4 separate regions of the Sus scrofa genome follow, and all the other regions are linked to region 4. Evidence: chromatin contacts called from public Hi-C and HiChIP or PLAC-seq data. All regions are on one chromosome and are shown on one strand. Each heading gives the region's core, a stretch centred on a gene start, on an enhancer-like site or on the middle of the called end of the contact. The rest is flanking DNA. Distances are from core to core; before and after follow the strand shown.

Region 1 (2,895 bases), core at 108-2,607, 150 kb after region 4:
CACTTAGTAGGCATGCAATATATGCTGGTTCCTGTTCTTCTAGAAGGTTTTCTTTAGTTCATGGGTGTTCAAGCCAGTAGACACTCTTCTAGCTCCACTTGAATCTAGGGTCAGTGTTGAGAAGGCACAAGATGCGTATCTGTGTTGGCTCCCGTCCAGTCCTGTGAATCACACCAATTCTCATAAGTTCAAGCGCAGAGAGAACTGGGCTCGGAGGCCAAAGAAGGCAAAATATTTCTTTTTCCCATTCTTGAGTTCTTGAGTTCTTGATGTAATGGAAACAGATGATCCTGGGTTCAAATCCAGGCTTTTGCATTTGCCTGCTCCAGTTAGCTGCCTGACTCCATCATGGAAAGAATGTGGGCTGTGGCGAAGGGTAAACCTGGCCATTTTACTCTGTCACTTGTCCCTCCTAAGGCTGTCTCCTCACCTGTGAATGGAGGCAACAGGCCTTCTTCTCTTGCAGGGTTGCGAAGATCAGAGAGTGACGTGAAGATGAGAGAGTAAATCAGGATGCGGCAACCCAAGCCTGTGAAAGGCCCAGAGCCTTTGCATGAGCCATTCATTCATTCAGGGCCCTGGTAATTCAAGTTGAACAAGGAGTTCCAAGTTTGAGTTATTTATCCTTTTCCCGCTCTAGCAGGAGGGCAGCCGGCTAAGGTAGCCGTGGATGCTCTGCCCACGGGCCACAGCGGGTACGGAGGAGAGCCTTGCTGGGCAGTGGAGGTGCCAAGTACCACCTAAACCCAGCCAGACCGCATTCTATCTCCCAAGACCCTGGCGCCAACCGGTGTTGCTTCAGCTGCTCGTAGTTAATGCGCCTTTACTTGGAAACATTTTCAGCTCCTGAGAGCAGGACAGGGCTCACCGTTCACCTCCCTCCCCGCCCTTGTCTCCTTGCGACTGGGATCCGCATGCACCCTGCTCCCAGCCCAATTTATCGCCCTTCAAGGCTCACCAGGCTGTGGGCCCAGGGCCAACGTGGCAGGGCCGGTGCGTGCCGAGAACTTTTCCGGGAAGGGGCCCGGGAGGGTCTTGGCGGGCAGCCCGTTAGCCAAGGCTTAGGACCCCTGGATGGGAGAGTGAACCGATAGGTACTCATGCCTGGAGCGGTTGCAAAACCCTCTGTCGGGAGGAAGAAACAGCTCAGAGGCACTTGGTGGAAGGGGGGCCCTCTGCCCGGCCCTCCTTTCAGGTGCTGGGGCCTCGAGGGGGTCCCATTCCACTTCGGAAGGCTGGGAACGAGGAAGCGCTTCGGACTAGACACCCCGCCTCCCCAGTCTCCCGGGGTGGGGGTGGGGGGCGTGGTACGGCGGCCCCTCGGAGCAGAGAGCGGGGTGAGGGGTCCGCGCGGCGGCTCTGCCTCCCGGGGAAGTGGGGCTCGGCCCAGTCCAGCGCGGGGAGGGGCAGGCCCTCCGCTGCCCGCGCCTGCGGGGACCCTACGCCTGTGTCCAGAAGAGGCCGGCGTCCAGCAGATGCACGCGCGGGGGGGGCGAGGGGGAGGCGGGGAGGAGAAAACCCACAACAAAACTTGCGTCGCCGAGAGCACGGCTCGACTTGAATGGCAGGAGCCCGCGCCCGCGGAGCGCAGAGGCGACTCGGAAGAACGCGGTCTGCTGGCAGGGAGCGGCGCGGCGCCGGAGCGCAGCAGGTACCGGGCACGGGAGGCCGGGTGGGCTGAGGGCCCGGGCCGAGCTGAGGAGCGATCGGACTTCCCGCCTGGTCCGGATCGCCCCAGCGGCTGGCCCGGGCGGGGCCGCGCACCTCGCCCCCTCCGCTGGAGCCTTACACTTGGAGGGCACGTCCGGAGAGCTCTTCCTCCGGGGCGCGCCCCTCCGCGATGCCTACCCGGCAGGGGCCTGTTCTTCGGCCAAAGGCTGGTCCCAGCCCCGGGCCCCTCCTGCTGCGCACATCTGGAAAGAATCTGAGGGCGGATGGTGGGGGGGCGGGTGGAAGGATGCGGGCAGACAGGGAATGTGGGGGGCAGGTGGAACCGGGGAAGGGCGAGGACCCCTGTGCTTGGGGCCTGGGCTCAGCGTATGCCCATGCCTTTCCACGTCAGCTCCTTCCAGCTAGCCCACCCTTCGACCTCTTTACAGACAGAGAAACTGAGGCCTAGAGAGAAGCTGAGATCTGCCCCCGGGACGCGCGCACAGGTGAGGCGGAGCCGCTCGGGGCTGGGCTCCTCGGGCCCATGCCGCGCCCTCGCTGAGCACAGCTCTCAGCCGGCGCCCGGTGTCCGTTTGTCCGTCTCTCCAGCTGCCTCCCTGTTGGGACAGCAGGGCTGAGGAGGGGGCAGGAGGGTGGCCCCGGAGCGCGGGCAGCGAGGCCGGAGCGCTCTGGCGAATGCGGTCGAAGCCCCCCGGTTGCAGGTCCGTGAACCGCCGTGGTGCTAGAATACCTGATGCGCCGTCAGGTGGAAGCGGCGGTGAGCTCCTGATGGCCCTGGGGGCTGGGGCGGGGGGCCGTGGGGCCGTGGGGCGGGAGGCAGCTGCAGCCTGAACTTCAAGAGAGGAGCAGAAAACAAGCGTGCGCTCTCAGGGTCCGGGAGGTACAGAGGGATGTGCGCCGGGCGCTTGCTGGGAGGACCATGCAACCTGACCCCCTGCCGTTCAACTTTGGACTGGCGGGGGAAGGCTAAGCGGTGGTGGACCCAGCTGCAGGAGGCACCACGGAAGCCTCCGCTTTTAGGACTCAGGGCCCAGCCTATTCTCAATTAGAATGCAAGTTAAGAAATGTCAGGTTCACTTGAATGCTTTCATGCAATCTTGTGGGAGCATACTTTGCCCCTTTTATCTGAATCTTGGGACAGGTGTGACTACCAGGTGGCACCTTTAGGCCTGGTAGAGTCGGCCGTAAGGGCTCTGACTGTGATCTGCTTAGAACCCTTGATAG
Region 2 (2,808 bases), core at 159-2,658, 190 kb before region 4:
TGTGAATTCTCCTTCTCTCTACACTTAGGACATGAACTAGCCTTACTGAACAACCCTGGCTTCTTAAGATTTAAGCCATCACACTGCAGAGCAACTCTGTGTAGTTGGTCAGCTTCAAGCTAGACTCCAAGCTGTTGATCAGCATGGGAGTCTTGATCTGCTCTGTGTCCCACCTGGGCCAGTTCATTCCTCCTTAGGCAACCCAGTGGTCTCCCATTCCTGGGAAGTCACCATATTGATCCCAAACTTAGTGTGGACATCTGATCCACATGGCACATTGTAGCCCAGAACTCCTGGGCTCAAGGGATCCTCCAGCCTCAGCCTCCCAAGTAACTCCTGGGACTACAGGTTCATGCCACAGCGTGCAGCTAGACTGCAAGCTACTAGAAGACAGGCCCAGTGCCTTTTTTTTTTTTTTTTTTCTTTTATAAAAATAAAGTAGGCAGGAGTTCCCTGGTGGCACAGTGGATTAAGGATCCAGCACTGCCACGCTGTGGCTCTGGTTACAACCCATGGCCCTGGAACTTCGGTGTGCCACAGAAGAGCCACCCCCCTCCCCCCAAAAAAAAGTAGGAAGAAGAAAACCACTCCAAAGGTACTGGCTGCTCTGGGCAACCTCTCCTGCACATCGCCCACACAGGGAAGTCAACTCATGTTCCCAGAACACACTGAGCACACTCACCTCGCTGCGCCTTTTCATTGGGCCTAGCTCTGCCTGGCATGGATCTCCTTTACCTTCTACACTTTGTTCAAATGTCACTCTCATGATTCTCCCTAATCACTCGATTTAAAACTGCCTTCCTGAATTCTGGTACCTCTCAGCCAGTTCCTTTTCCCACTGCACTTATTAATTTCTAATATGCTACACATGTGTTTCTCTGTGTTTACTGTCCAGTACCCCCACTAGAATGTAAGCTCCCTGAGGACGCGGCTTTTTATCCGATCACTGACGTAGCCCCAGGGTCTCTCCTCCACGTGCCCAAACGCTTCTTTTCCTTCCCGCCCGGCCTCCAGGCAGAGCATTCTCCCGCGGCGAGCCCAGCAAGTCCTTGCGGAAGCCAACCGACCCCTCCCCGCCCCTCCACAAGGCCGTCTGTGTCCCACACACCCCGTGTCCCCGGCCGGTGACCCCTTCCAGATCCCCTCAGAGATCCCTCACGTGACCCGTCCAACTCCCGCCCCTGCGTCCGGAGCCCCCACGTGAACCTAGGCCGTGCTGGCGGGGCTCACCGTCCGGGTCCTTCTCCTGATAGCACTGGTAATTGCACTCCACCTCCATGTTCTCCAGAAAGGACTTCACCTGCTCCTCGTCCTGGAAGTCCACGAGGCCCGCCATGGCTCTCGCTCGGTCAGTCAAAATCACCCCGCCGCTCTGCCCCGGCGCGCGCCGTACGCCCGCCCAGGTCACGTGAGCGGCGGAGGGGCGGGGCTTGGGCGGGGCTTGCCGCCGAGGTCCGCCGCTCCCTCCGGCGGCCTGAAAGCCCGGCGCGCCGGGAGCTTGAGCTTTTCCTCTGCTCTCTGGCTGTTAGGCTTTGGCTGTCTCACCTTTTCCTCAGGTCTGGTAGCAGTCTTTCTGTAGCACTTTACTGTGCCAGTCTTGTGGCTTTAATGCTTCTCCGCTTCTGGTCATTTATCTCTCCATCTGTCCGCTCTTTCGTTAATTCGGTGTTGCCTAGGCGCCTACCATATGCCTCACCAAGTGCTTGGTGCTAGTAATACAACAGCGAGGAAGTATGGGTCCTGCCATTAAAGGGCTTGCAGTTTAGAAGGAAAGCTTTTGTTTATCCATTCAGCAAGTATTTTGAGCACCCATTATGGGCCAGCTGTAGCTGGACAAACCAATATTCTTAAGTCGCTGCAAGTGCAGTGAAAAGTCTGATTCATCTCTCTTTTCCTCCCATTCCCACCTTCTGCCTCCAACATGAGTGACCCAAGGAATGAATGGCTGTGGAAGATGATAGCCGGATCACAGTAGCAGTAATAATACTGTTATAATAGCTAATGCTTAAACAGGGCTAAACTTTGTTTCAGATTCTATTTGAAGAGCTTCCTCATTTAATTCTCATGAAGGCACTCATTGTGGGTAGGAGTTATTCCCCCCATTCTGCTGATGAGGAAAGAAACTGAGGTACAGAGAGTAAATTGTCCAAAGGTCACACAGGAAATACGAAATTTGCTGTGCAATGAATATTTTTTGAATAAAAGAATGAAGTACAAAAGGAAAAGTCAAGGATATGGGAAAGAAAAGAGGAATTTCAGCTGGTTTTTGCTTTTTCTTCTTAGAATCATCAGTTCCATAAAGCCTAGACTGAACGCTCTCCAAAGACAGTCAGTTCCTATTTCTCTTTGAGTCCCAGCCAGCCCTCGCCTATGTCCCTGAGGGGAGCTCAAGTCCTTGGTTTCCCAGCACCTCTAGCATTGCTTCCAAATGGCTCCACTATTAACCTATCCTTAAGGGCGTCAGAGAATGGACCACTTCCAACCACGTCCTTGTTAGAGAGTAGCTTGCTGAACCTGGGAAACGTCTTCGAAATTCCAGTTTTATTTTAAAGATTTAAATGATTTTACACTCAAGTCCATAACACATCTTTCATAGGATAACACATTCCAGTTGTCATTCCACATTTACTAGTGGTTTCTTAGACACCTGATCACCTTGGGAGATCCTTTAATACATCTCTCATATAGAGAAGCCCCAACCTTTGATTTTGAGATCACCTCTCTTTGCCTGGTCTCCAAGACCCTCTAAGTGCAATCTGACTCTAGCCTTATCTCCTGCCTCTTCTCCCGCATACCTCACCCAACTTT
Region 3 (3,003 bases), core at 139-2,638, 150 kb before region 4:
AAAGGCAAAAAAAAAAAAAAAAAAAAAAAGAGAGAGCTCTGGAACTGGATGGTGGTGACGAGAGCACAACAAAGTACTTAATGTCACTGACCTGTACACTGAAGAATGATTAGGATGATTAAAAAAAAAAGCATCAATATCCGTCTATATGGACTTGCATTTCGTATGTCTGTTTTTAAATTTAATGTTTCTAGTAATTACTTTTTATTGCACTTTACAAAAACAGTTTTGTGGCTGATTGGGGGCGGAAACCAAGCCTTTTTGCAGTTTGAGAATTGCGGAAGGTATGACCTTAGCTAAAAGGCAAATAGCTCATTTGTAGTAAGGAGAGGAAGGCAGCGTAGAGCAGCAGAGTTAGAAGCAGAGCAGAGTCATAGGTGGGTTGGAAGTAATGGTGACTGGTGGGACCTTATATTCTCCTGTTTGCTTCATTTTCACCATGAATTGGAAGCGAAATCATCAGTGAGCAGGGAAGAAGTGTTGGAGGTTTAAAGGGAGAGATACAAAACAGTTATGTAGTGAGGTGAGAGAGCGTATGGAACTGGAGAAATGCAGTAGGATCGCCAAGCGTTAAGGGCTTTTTTGACGAAAATGATAACAAGCTAGGTGGAGGCCAGTCAGTATGATTTTGGATTTTTCTCCCTTCTACCCCGTTTGGCTGCAGGTGTAGGATTAGAGTTTCCTCAGGTGAGTACAAGGAAAGGAAAGAAGGACTGGAGAAGTGAAAGTGAACACCGAGGGATGATGGACAGTAGAATCTAAGCTGTTCATGAAAGGAAATCGGATACCGTGAAGAATAGTGGAAAGGTAGTAGGAGCACTGGATGTTGAGTTTTGGTAAAGTTGAATTTTTGGAGTCGGGTATTTGAGGAAGTGAGCCTGAGAGGAAGGAGGCTGAGGTGGGAGAGTTGAATGATTGAAATTGAGATTATAGAGGGGTTATCTGAAATTCAGATTTAAAGTATAAGCACGGAAATGAGAGGCTGAGGCAAGGGCGATCCCTAGAGGCGAGGAACCCGAGAAGTTAGGTCTCTAGAGGAATCATCTAAAAGAATTGAAATCACTAAGAGAATATATGAATATTCTATATGAATATATAGAATACATGACAATAGAAATGAACGACAATGAACAGAAGCACAGGGGTCTGTATGCAACCCAAACGAATGGCAGCTCTAGTCTTCTGTAGGACGTATATTTAAATCTCTAGTTTTTAAAGCACTGGTTATTTGAAGACGTGTGGCTCTTTTAAGGGTCTGAGAAGGGGAGAAGCCAGGGGTCGGGCGCGCGGGCGGGGGTGGGGAGGTTGGGGAGCGGTGGGGGGGCCGTGGCCAGGGCTCCTGGGCCGAGTCTGCGCAGTGAGGGAGGAGGCGGGGCCGAGCTTGTGTTTGCGGGCGAGGGCGGAGCCTCGGGGGCGGAGTCTGCGCTCGGGATCGGGCTGCGGCTGCGGCTGCTGCACTTTCAGCTTCCGAGGCGAGGAGGCCGAGGCCTGGGCCGAGCCCGGAGCCGCCGCTCGTCGGAGCCTCCTGGAGCCCCCGCGCCGGCTCAGCCTGGGGGCGGGCTCAGGCCCGGCCCGCCGCCGAACCCAGGACAGAGGCTGCATGCCAGAGGACCAGGCCGGCGCAGCCATGGTGAGAGAGCGAGGCCTGCCTGAGCCGCAGCCTCCCGCCACCCTGGCCCCCGCGGGCCTGCCCCTCCCCAGCTTTGACGCCCCTTCTGCTCCTGCCTTTACCTCCCCTCCTTGTTACCTCCCCTTTGGTGACCCACTCCTCCTTCCCCTTGGTCTCCGGCCACCTGCCGTGGTGACAACCCCCCCCCCCTTAATCTCTCTCCATCCCGGTGACACCCTTTTTAAAAATCACCCCCAGTGACAGCCTCTTTCGCGGTCCCCTTTGCCGCCCCCTCCTTGTCCTTTAACCCGACCTTCTTTTTCTTCTGTACCATTTTGCCTTGTTCTCTCTTTTGGGATCTCTACGCCTTCCCTTCTTTTCCTCCCTCTTTTTCGCTCCTGCTCCTTGCTCTCGCTTCTTACCCCCTTTCACCATTTTATCTCCACTGCCCTCTCCTTTCTCCCCTTCGTCCTCCACCATCCACATTTCCTCTCCCCCTTATCGGATGTCCTCGCTTCCCCGCTCTCACAGCTGTCCCCATTTCCTTCTACGGGATTCAAGGGTCTCAACAGGAACAATTTGAGGGCGATTGCTTCCCAAGAGCTGTAGGGCGGGCAGATAGAGATTCTTAGGCTTTTTTCTTCCTTTTCTTTTTTTTTTTGCAGAGGGAAGGGGGAGTTTGGCGGTGCTTCGAGAGAGCCTGCAAGCCTTATTTCCTAATGTCATTGCAAAACCTGAGTGATAGTGTGTTTTGGAGCGATCGAGTGAGGCATGGGGTGAGGGCCACCCTGCATACTATGGTCTTATGAGATATCTCGCCTTTGGGCAGAAATAACTTAAAGTGTTTTCGAATGTATTTTTATTTTGAGCATCTTTTAATGTGAAGGTACCGTTTGAGAAATTTGAAAGCATTTATGTACAGTCTTTCCTGTTACTCATAACAAATGGTTTGTTTTTGTTTGGAGGCAGAGACCAGGGCATCTGAATAACCCAGATCAGTTTGGCAGTCAGATATGACAGTCTCTTTAATACCTTCTATTATCTTCTTTTGTTTTGCCCTTTCTGCTTTTAGCTGGGAAACCCTTACATTTGCAAATTTCCTCTCTCCTTCCTGTTTCAAAATAGGTTGAGGCTTCAGTGCGATTTTCATTGAGTTGGGTTACACATGGTTTGCAGTTCCTTTAATGAACTCATTGCTCCATCATATACAGCAATCTAGATTTTGGTCTCTGGGAGGAATAAGACATTCTAGTTCCAACTAAGTCCTGGTAATCATATTCTTCTAGGAGGCTGGTCAATTTCTGTTTTTTTCCCCTGTTTTTTCGGAAAGTGGTTTATTATAAAGTTATTTAATCTGCGAACTTTCCCTAACTCACTGACTCTGCATTTTTAGG
Region 4 (2,961 bases), core at 317-2,816:
AGGGGTATTCTCTGACACCAGCAATCCCAGTTGGCCAGAGAATTCTCACCAAGTGATGTCCTGGATACGGGTAGCCCCTACATGCCCCTCAAAAGTGGAGGATGCACACTAGGGAATAGTATGCGACAGCAGGGGGCAAGGAACTCAATTTTTATGGCAAGGCAGCTCTTGAAAGCTTAATCTCAAGCGGGGGTGGGGGAAGGAAGAAATATGAGCTGTCAGGAACAACGCCCTCCGTGGAAATTAAAACTCCTTGGACACAAAGAGTGTTACATCAAATGCAGGGAAGGGAAGAAAGGGTTGGGACTGGGGACAAAGTAAAGACGAGAGAGAAGAACCCTGCCCTGAGGGCGACTGCGGTGTGTGATAACGGATAACGTGGCTGAATGCGCTTTAAAGTGCAACCCCCTCCCCACAACAAAACAAACAAAAAACTCAGACCCACTAACTAAGGAAACAAACTCCAGCACAACACTCCAACGAAATGTTTTCTGCCAGTGACAGGCCCCAACGCTGAGTCAGCTGGACTCAAAAGTCCCCCAGCAGCTGCAGGGCCAGCGCGCAGGGACGAGACTCGTCCTCTGTCCTTCCTGCGCGGAGAGCTGGCTGCGCTCCGCCGCCCCGGGCCCCTGGAGCTTCGCCAGGACCCTCGGCCCAGGAGGGAAATCAGGTCTTTTACCGCTCGTGTGGGGGCCGGGCGCCCTCGTGTCTGATCCCAGCCCGGGGCGAGTCCTCTATCTGGCCACCACACAGGGGCCCGAGGGGACACTGACGTGGAGTCGCACGACCTTTAGGTTCCGGGCGGCCGTTAAGGTGGTCCCCTACCTGGGGGGGGCTAGACTTAGCCGCGGGGGCTTTGGCGTCCCGTCCTCAAACGCCTTCCCACGGCCTGTTTCCGTCTCCCCGCGCCCACCGGGCACAGTGGCCAGGGGTCCGCCCCGGCAGCAGGGCCAGGCGCCTGGCCTGCCCGCCCGGCCGGCGCGTCCCAGGACCGCGCACTTACCTTGGTCGAGACCCTCCAGAGCGCGCACTTGGATCTCGCGACCCGCATCCACAGGGCTAGAGGCGCAGCCGCGAGTCTTCTCCAGGGGCCTCCAGCGCAGGGCGCTCGCCAGGGTGCGCAGCATCGGGGTGCCGTCCGGAAGGTGCCGCCAGGCCCCTCCACTACCTTCTCTCCCGCCGAAAGCTGGAGGATCAGCCCCAGGCCTTTGCAAACTGCTCCTCCTATGGGTCCAAAGTCCGGCGCTGCTCTCTGTGCGTCTCAGAGACCGGAAGACCTGGGTAGGAGAAAGTTCAGCTCCAGTGTGTCTTGTGTGTGTGTGTGTGTTTCTTTATTTTTTTTAGAGCCGCATCCGCGGCATATGGAGGTTCCCAGGGACCGAAAGACCTGGGTAGGAGAAAGTTCAGCTCCAGTGTGTCGTGTGTGTGTGTGTGTGTGTGTGTGTGTGTGTGTGTGTGTGTGTGTGTGTGTTTATTTTTTTTAGGGTGGCATCCGCGGCATATGGAGGTTCCCAGGCTAGGGGTTGAATTGGAGCTACAGCTGCCAGCCTACACCACAGCCATAGCAACGGGGAATCTGAGCCCTGTCTTCGACCTACACCTCAGCTCACAGCAACGCCAGATCCTTAACCCATTGAGCGAGGCCAGGGATTGAACCCGCAACCTCATGGTTCCTAGTTGGATTCGTTTCCTCTGCACCACAACGGGAACTCCATCCAATGTATCATTTTGGACAAGGCCCAAGCTCTCTAAACGCCAGTGTTTTCTGTAAAGCACAAATAATAAAAGCGACTCCTGTTAAAGCCTAAGAAAGCCAAATACTACTTAAAAGTAATGAAAACAGATTTTATTTTTTGTCTTTTTATGGCGGCACTCTGGGCACATGAAGCCCAGGCTAGGGGTCAAATCTGAGCTGCAGCTGCCGGCCTCTGCCGCAGCCACGGTCACACCAGATCCGAACCGCTGTGCAAGCTACATCGCAGCTCAAGGCAACCCTGGATCCTTAACCCACTGATCGAGGCCAGGGATTGAACCCACAACCTCATGGATTCTAGTTGGGTTCCTTATGCTGAGCCACAGTGGGAACTTCAATGAATTAATTCAGGTTATGGGTCATCTGGCCATCCCTCCCTGTCCCTTTTCTACATATTATTGGACACAATTCCAATTCCTCCACTGCTTAGAGAATCACAGACTTGAGGTTGCATGAGAAAGATTTTTACAGAAGGTTGCAGAGCAATTGTGGGCCTTTACCTCTCCTACTTAACGAGGTTAATGCTAATTTTTATGGGTTGAATTGTGCCCCCCCTCCGCAAATCTATGTGTTGCAGTCCTCTCCCTCAGTACCTCACGATGTGACTGCATTTGGAGACAGGGTCTTTAAAGAGGTAATCAAGTTAAAATGAGGTCATCAGGTTTGACCCTAATCCAATGTGACTGATGTTCTTATAAGAAGAAAATTTTAGCACAGATGGGTATAAAGGACAGACCATGTGAAGACAAAGGGAGAAGACGGCCATTTATAAGCCAAGGAACAGCCAGTGCTTCAGACACAATCAACCCTACCAATACCTTGATCCTGGACTAGAAGTCCAGCCCCCAGAACTGTGCAGAAATAAATTTCTTCTCTTTAATCCACCCAGTTTGTGGTACTTTGTTAGGGCAACCCTAGCAAGTCAATACACCAAATAAAGGAAGTTCTTTTCCTGAAAGGCTATATGGTGCCTGGTTTTTAAAATAACCAGGTACCCCTCCTCCTCTCTACGTTATGATTGTTCCTGAGAGTCTAAGAAAGCTTAGCAAAGGAGCAAGGGAGCAGTGAGAGCAGTAGTAACAATATGGCTATAGGTAATAACATTTCTCCTCCTTTTTAATCCTGCTGTTTTGTTGGGTTTTGTTTGTTTTTTAAGGACTGCATTTGCGGAGGGGAACTGGGAAGCTGGAGATAGGGAGAGAAGGGAG

What was found. Hi-C and Micro-C count contacts between places; a contact is called where the count stands out from the background. HiChIP or PLAC-seq counts read pairs in DNA pulled down with a chosen protein or histone mark.
Region 1: a contact with region 4 is called in an H3K27ac HiChIP or PLAC-seq map of alveolar macrophages. The contact joins the promoter of PODN here to the promoter of ECHDC2 in region 4. A contact is called at or near these places in 2 of 2 datasets of contacts at active chromatin or transcription factors (alveolar macrophages and skeletal muscle).
Region 2: an H3K27ac HiChIP or PLAC-seq map of alveolar macrophages shows a contact between it and region 4. The contact joins the promoter of SELRC1 here to the promoter of ECHDC2 in region 4. A contact is called at or near these places in 1 of 5 promoter capture datasets (liver), 2 of 47 Hi-C or Micro-C datasets (heart right ventricle and liver) and 1 of 2 datasets of contacts at active chromatin or transcription factors (alveolar macrophages).
Region 3: a Hi-C map of skeletal muscle shows a contact between it and region 4, with 3 times the contacts expected there. The contact joins the promoter of ZYG11B here to the promoter of ECHDC2 in region 4. A contact is called at or near these places in 2 of 47 Hi-C or Micro-C datasets (liver and skeletal muscle) and 2 of 2 datasets of contacts at active chromatin or transcription factors (alveolar macrophages and skeletal muscle).

What each region holds. Positions count from the first base shown.
Region 1 is chr6:159,177,918-159,180,812 of Sscrofa11.1, reverse strand. It overlaps PODN (podocan), which reads left to right and starts at 1,357. Exons shown (of 12, transcript XM_013999375.2): 1 at 1,357-1,651; 2 at 2,100-2,156.
Region 2 is chr6:159,510,462-159,513,269 of Sscrofa11.1, reverse strand. SELRC1 (Sel1 repeat containing 1) reads right to left here and starts at 1,408. Exons shown (of 4, transcript NM_001243594.1): 1 at 1,231-1,408. The coding sequence starts at 1,336.
Region 3 is chr6:159,479,002-159,482,004 of Sscrofa11.1, reverse strand. ZYG11B (protein zyg-11 homolog B) reads left to right here and starts at 1,388. Exons shown (of 14, transcript XM_021096631.1): 1 at 1,388-1,630. The coding sequence starts at 1,601.
Region 4 is chr6:159,324,751-159,327,711 of Sscrofa11.1, reverse strand. It overlaps ECHDC2 (enoyl-CoA hydratase domain-containing protein 2, mitochondrial), which reads right to left and starts at 1,566. Exons shown (of 10, transcript XM_021096622.1): 1 at 1,004-1,566. The coding sequence starts at 1,127.